2 separate regions of the Lactuca sativa genome follow, and region 1 is linked to region 2. A link is a contact called in public Hi-C data. All regions are on one chromosome and are shown on one strand. Each heading gives the region's core, a stretch centred on a gene start, on an enhancer-like site or on the middle of the called end of the contact. The rest is flanking DNA. Distances are from core to core; before and after follow the strand shown.

The links. Hi-C and Micro-C count contacts between places; a contact is called where the count stands out from the background.
Region 1: a contact with region 2 is called in a Hi-C map of leaf, with 2.7 times the contacts expected there. The contact joins the promoter of LOC111899235 here to the promoter of LOC111899237 in region 2. A contact is called at or near these places in 2 of 4 Hi-C or Micro-C datasets (both in leaf).

Annotation. Positions count from the first base shown.
Region 1 is chr8:144,975,531-144,979,115 of Lsat_Salinas_v11, forward strand. It overlaps LOC111899235 (nudix hydrolase 20, chloroplastic), which reads left to right and starts at 1,423. Exons shown (of 9, transcript XM_023895106.3): 1 at 1,423-1,834; 2 at 2,026-2,090; 3 at 2,217-2,400; 4 at 2,485-2,565; 5 at 2,680-2,805; 6 at 2,899-2,978; 7 at 3,186-3,301; 8 at 3,460-3,580. The coding sequence starts at 1,484.
Region 2 is chr8:144,843,600-144,847,241 of Lsat_Salinas_v11, forward strand. LOC111899237 reads right to left here and starts at 1,936. Exons shown (of 5, transcript XM_023895108.2): 1 at 1,433-1,936; 2 at 562-1,134; 3 at 257-463; 4 at 83-174; 5 at 1-2. The coding sequence starts at 1,936. LOC122195298 (a long non-coding RNA gene) reads left to right here and starts at 833. Exons shown (of 2, transcript XR_006185498.2): 1 at 833-971; 2 at 1,465-2,227.

The DNA.
Region 1 (3,585 bases), core at 173-2,672, 130 kb after region 2:
CATTGAAAAAATAAAAGAATTCATAAAAATTAAGATAAAATTTGCATTTTAATGACTGTATCTTAAAAAAATTTTAAATATAAAATAGAACAAAATTTAAAATTTGAATATTATTTAATGATTTTGACCCTAAAACTGATTAATATTAGGGATAATGACTTAAAAGGGTGATATATTTTTTGATTTGCACATATTTAATCACTGATTTTTGTTTTCGACCATATTTATCCCTTCAACTTGTTAAACTGTACACATTTAGTCCTTATGACCGGCTACTCCAGGTTAGCCGGTAAAAATGACTTAATAGGGTAATATATTTCTCATTTTGTACAAATTTAGTCCTTAATATTTTTATACATATTTAGTCTTTAATATTTTTTTTGTTGCAAAATAAATTATTTATTTAGATTTTTCTCACGACACCGTATGTGGGATAGTCATATGGTGGTGTGATAGGTTGAGGTGGTCCTGCTATATGTTGTAGGCCAAGATACCTGATGCGGGCCGACTGTAAGGTGTAGGCATGAAGGCTCGAGAAGAGCGGTTGGGTTAAGGCGGCATGCCGACAAACCCTGGGTATTCCAGTCTGATACTGATTAGACCTGTTGCATGTTGGCATTCCAGACCGATAATTGATTGGGCCAAAGTATTCCAATCTGATGAGTGTAGGCTCGTTATGCATGATAATACGTTTGGGAAAATTCACTAAACTTTGTATTTACCCAGTTTTTTATGTTTTAGGTTCTTTCGTTGATTGTGGGAAGGCGACGACATGATTGTACACACTCATCAGCAATATTTAGGATTCCACGTTTCTTATATTACTCTGATTTTCGATAAATGTATTTTGGAATAAACATTTTTTTCTTAATAATGGATTTATAATTAGACACTTTTGCCTTATTTAAAAATGACAATTTTTTTGTTGTGAAAATGAGACGTTACACATAAACATCAATAGCCCCACACACTTCATTGATGATTGTCCGATGTAAGATATCGTGAGAAAAACCTAAAAGAATCATTCATAAGTACTGACAAAAACAAAAATGACTTACTTTGAAACAAAAAAAATAGTAAGGACTAAATGTTTACAAAAATATTAATGACTAAATATATACAAAATGAGAAATATATTACCCTATTAAGTCATTTTTCCCGGTCAACCTGGAGTAACCGGTCATAAGGACTGAATGTGTACAATTTAACAAGTTGAAGGGGTAAATGTGGATGAAAAAAAATTTAATATCCAAATATGTACAAATCGAAAAATATATTACCCTTTTAAGTCATTATCCTTTAATATTAAATAGTTTTTTTTATAGGCCTATAAATTTAATAGACCTGATATAGCCCCTTTTGACAAATATCAAAATTTGAGGGACCTTATGGTAAATATAATATAATGCACAAAAACCGGGGAAGTAAATCCTTTCTTTCGCAATTACAGTTTACAGCTTTCCCGTCGAGTAGTTGAAAAAATATGTCCGTTGCCTCCTGCACCATCGCCGGCGGCCATCACCCCCACCACGATAATCTTACTTCTCACAGTGTTAGCAACTTTTCTTCAACATCGTCATCATGTTATCACCGCTGTAATTTTCCTATTATGATTCGAAGCATATCCACAGTCAGACCTCTCTCTTTCATCCTTAATCGAAATTCTGTTGCTGCCGCTGTTTCATCAAGTAGTTCAACGAGAAATATTAGTAGTTCTACTAGCAATGATAGCGGTTTCACTTGGGATGATGTCTTTCAAATATCTCAACAGCGGAATGTTTCATCAGATCTCAGTGGATTCTTTCAGAAGATAAAATCATGTAACCGAGGCCGGGTAAACTCTTCGACTAGCATAATTTCTTATATTTATCAATCGCAAATGTGTCTCAGTGTTTTTTTTATCATTCCGTAAAAATTCCTTCTCTTGTGTTCATCGTAGCTCAAAGGAAATTTTGATTTTAGCATATATGTAGATATAGAATAGACTAATAGTTATAGGCATGAATCCATATCAACTGATTGCAGGAAATGCGTTCTGATTTCATTCCCTTTGTCATCGAGGACCAAATTGTTGGCTATGTTCATAACGGGTAATGTCTCTCGCATTAAGGTGCATAATCAGATCTATTGTTGCTTTGTTCTTCTGAGTAGTTTAAATTGATGATATTCATCAATCATCAAGCTAATTTTGCATCAGGTATGTGAACTTTGTGCAGTTTCCTTGACCATTTAAGCAAGTTCAAGGACGTTTTCACTTACATCAAAGGTGATTCATATGGTAGTCAATCTGGCCATGTCACATTACAATCTGCACTGAAAACACCTGAGCATAGAACTGAAGCCCTTGGAAATGTAGTCAAGTGCTTAGGTGAAGAAGTAATTCCAGGTATACGTAATGAGGTACTTTTTCATGACCAGAATCTATGCTTTTGATTGCCAACACATACTTCTTTCATCTTAGATTATAATTTTAAATGATTGCAGCTATATCCTGTTACTTCATCTTATGGAGAACAAGTTTATTTCTCACTTGAACGTGCAGCAGCACCTTACTTTGGGATAAATGTATGTCATATCTCATATCTCATATCTTCCTTAAAATCTTTCAAATTAGCAAAATCTTAAACATTGTAATCACTAATTAAGCATCTCACATAATCTTGTAATATCTTCTTGTAGGCTTATGGAGTTCACATGTGTGGATATGTTGAAAAAGATGGAGAAAAATACATGTGGATTGGGAAAAGAAGTGAAATGAAACAAACTTACCCAGGAATGCTTGATCATCTTGTTGCGGGAGGAATGGTAGATTTTTTTTTCTTATTTTTAGTCTAATAAATAACAACTCATGTTTATTCTTGTATCATGTGTAAATGAGTTTTAATCTGATAAATGCAGCCCCATGGAATCTCACCTGGAGATAATCTTGTGAAGGAATGTGAGGAAGAAGCAGGAATCCCAAGTTCCATTTCTAGCAGGTAAATTAGGGCAAAATGCAAGAAATAGCAACGTACTTTTACTTTTACTTTTACTTTCATTTTATTTTCATTATACTTTGAAAAATCTACCCAGTTACATTGCTATAATTGGGTAGATTTTTTAAAGTATGATGCTGTAATTGTAAAAGAAAATGAAAGTATGATATGCTAAAATAAACAAATAAATAAATTGCTATTTCTTATCAGAGCTATACCAGTTGGTGTAGTCTCCTACATGGACATTGAAGGTTATAGATTCAAGAGAGATGTTTTATTTTGTTATGATCTAAAGCTTCCGGAAACTTTCGTTCCCAACAATCAAGGTAAGTTTTTATTTTATTTATTTATTAAATAATTATTATGTGGATAAATGATATCTGAAAATATTTGAGAAAACCGACTTTCTCTATAAGTCGTTCTTTATGTATTAAGTTAAAAAGAAATAGTGATTTATAGAAATGGTTGTGTGAGTGAATAACAGATGGAGAAGTGGGGAGCTTTAAACTACTCCCTGTGACGCTTGTTGCTGACGTCATCAGAAATACAAATTTCTTCAAAGCAAATTGCAATCTTGTCATTATTGATTTCCTTTTCAGACATGGGTATG
Region 2 (3,642 bases), core at 686-3,185:
TGCTGCAATTGAGAAGATAAATAAATAAATATTTATCTCATTAATCATGGTTTAACTACTTGTTGTAATAATAGCAATATACCTTAAACTCCTGAGAATAGCTTCAGTAACAAGGGCTTCTTGCAAAGCTTCAGCTGCAGCTACTGAAGCCACATTTCTCCTTCGCATAGCATCCTACAAAATCGGTTCAAATATTAATTACAAAACATTGGTGATTTGTGGATTTAACATAGAAGGGCATTCATGTCTTTTCTACCTGTCCAAGCTTTGCTAGGTCTAAAGACACTGCATCCAGAGGGACACTACCATCAGTCCATTTCTTTTCATGAAGTGTGATTCCAAGAGGTGTAGTAGTAGTAGACAAAGGAGGAGTGCCACATGAGCTAGGATTTGCTTTTTCTTCACTAGAAAAATCTTCTTGATCATGTGAATGTGCATCACTTAAACGCCTTGAAAGAGCAGCCTGAAAGACCCAACAAGGGCAACAACTTCATTAACATCATAATGAAATTATATAATTTTTATAAAATATAAACAAGTTGGGTTTCTGATTTTTTTTACCTGGGTTTTTAAAATTGCTTGCAAATCCGGTTTGCTTTTAATCCCACTCTTCTCTTTCACTTCTGTTTCATCCCAATTCTTTCTACTTGACTTTGTGGAAGACCCAACAAGTGCCTCTGAAACCTTTGAAATCTCAGCAGCTAAAGTTGCCATCTTTTTCTTGTTGCCGGAATCAGTTGCCGGAGAAACTTTAACTCCACTAGATAACCGCCTACCTGGCGACATTGACATTCTTCTTGAACTTGGAGATGCTTGTCTCCGGCCATTTGGTGAAGGTTGTCTATATCTTGAAGGAACAATAATGGCAGGCTCTCTTGCAGACTTTCGGTTCTCTTCTTTAGCCATGGCTAAACTAGGAACCACACACTTTGAAGGTACCGGAGAAGATGATCTTTTTGCTTTTCCGGCAGGTGAAGGATCCCTTTCAATTACGTTCTTCTTTCCTGCTGACACTGATCTTTGTTGCTTCATGGCTGGGCTAGAAAATCTCTGAGGAGGCTTTTCTGCAGTCTTTGTTGACTCATTAGAAGTATTCATGTTCTCTTTAGGTGCAAGAACTTGTCTGTTCCTAACCTGTTTAACAAACAGTAACACCCATTGTTAAGTAGAAGCTCTTTCTTTTAACTACTATTATTCACTACAAATTTAATTAAACTACGAGAAGTTTATGGTTGCCTTTGGTAAATCAAAGTACTCGTTGAACAGATTGATACAGTCGGTTTAGCAGAAAATGTTTGTATCTCAAAATTCAGACATTTCTAATAAACTCTATGTTAATGGATGACAAGTTGATGAATATTCACGATCAAGCACATAAGTTTTAGATTGTCATGTATAAAAATCAAATCTGTGAATAGAAAAAAGCACTAACCTCATTTTTTGTTTCCTTCGAGTCATGTACAGGTCCATCTAACTTTTTACTCGACAAATAAGCAGCAATAGGATCACCAGAGGCATCTGAATCGGAAACAGTCTGGATCACGAACTCTCTTTTAGAACTCGAAATCCTAGCAATGAGCTGTTCAGGACTTCCAACAAACGGATGACGACCAGCAATCGGACGTACTCCAGATGCTCGTGGTACTGGAGAATCAAACTCGAACTTATCAACATACACAAACTGCCCTAACTGTAATCGATTAGTGAGTATGAGATCTGTGTCCCGATCAGATAACGAGACGTAAGTTGAGTTAACCGAGTCAGAGAGAGAAACATAGAAGCCATGGTTAGGCCAGAGGTCATCTGAGCCTGCTGCAAGAGCAGGAACAATTCCGATGACCTGGAGAAGAGGGGAGCGGTGGTCGCCGGTAACTCGTGTGGTGGTGTTCATCGTCTGGAGGAGTTTTAACAAGATTCCTGGTGTTAGAGACGCCATTGAAATGGAATTTCAAGGTTTGAGGAGAGAATTAGGTGTGAATTTGGGGGAAATGAGAGTAGGGTTTAGATAGATAGAGGGTCGGGGAGGAAGAAGCCGTTACGAAGATCTAATTTTGAAAATGGGGATTGTAATTTTGGGCGCAGTGAATGATTGAGATGTATTTTGAAATTAGTGGTGTGGATGTCACTCGTGAAGGCAACGGCTTCAGACGCCGTTAAGTCCTTTGTACATTTGAAATTGGTAAACAGAAATTTTATAAATGGTCCCTATGGTTTGTCACATTCATAATTTTTGTCCCTAATACTTTTTAGTTACATAAATTTTTCTTATAGTTTCATTTTTTTTTTTGCATGGTTGTTCACTAGCTCATGTAATCTTTTATATTTTCTTTTATCTCTTTTTATTTAATAGTACCATTTATATTAATATTTTATTAGAAACTCCTTCAAAACTCACCCATCCCACCACAAGTAATCTTGTCTTTTTATTTAATAGTACTCCCACCCCCTTCCACAAATTCGTTCCTTTCTTTGCCTTAATGACTCTGACGACGACCATCTCCTTTGTGGACCAATTTACAACCACTGGAAAAAAATTTCAAACCAAAAGTAACTTCATCATCAAGCTATAAACAATAGTCATGACATAAAAACAATTCTTGAGCTATGTGAAGAGACCCAAATGCATGGCTAATAAGAAAACTAAATTTTATTACTGGTATAGGAGAATACAGTTCAATGAAGTAAAACAACATGTATAAGGTTAGAATCTCAAAAGAACATACGATCATATAATAGAAATTCAGAAGTTTTGAGAGGATGTGGAGGAGGATCTCGCCAAAAATGAGAGGAGTAAAATCATCAGATACAACAATTTAGGGTAAGTCAAACCTACGGATTTTACAGAGAAGAGGCTGTGTAGGAGGTATACCATGTGAGGAAGAGAGAGACCTTGAAGTCGAAGATGCTATATTGGATAATCATAAGAAGGAGTCATCGGAGGATGTCTATGTAAAGAGAGAGATAGAAGGGGAAAGAGAGAGAGAGAGAGAGAGAGAGAGAGAGAGAGAGGGAGAGAGATTTGTTTGGTAGTTGGGGTTGTTGGAGATTCTCAACGAAAGAATTATCAATGGAGAATGTGAAATATGAGAGTGTCATCAGGTCAAACTGATGGTGATTGGTAACATCGAGTTTCTAATTAAGGTTTCTTCTGTCAGATCCTATCAGAGTGTTTAAACATGGTTTCTTATGCACAGTTAGGCGACGTAAGAACCTAAAATTTAGAGAAAGTTGACTTTTAGTCAAATATGGACCAAAAGGGAAAAATTGTCATTTATGAGAAAAAAAAGAGATTATGAAGTTATAACTTCATGAAAATGGTCAAGATAAGTATAAATCACTTATAAGAGGTTAAATGAATAAGTTCAAGAGAAATGATGCATGAGAATATATAGTTTTGGTCAAAAGGGTAAATTGATAATTTTATGCTTTTTGGGCCAACTTTATGACTTAATGGATTAAGACTCGTATTAAGTCAGTGAGATATGACTTAACAGAGTTGCAAACTATGTTCCCGCCTTCTCTTGGATATAAGGATCATAGAAAATGGGTTAGAACGAAGAAGATATGAATGTTTGAAGATTGGAAGAAAACTGTCCCAAAGCTGGAATCAGTTATGGAGTTTCCATCAAGCAGTTACCGTGA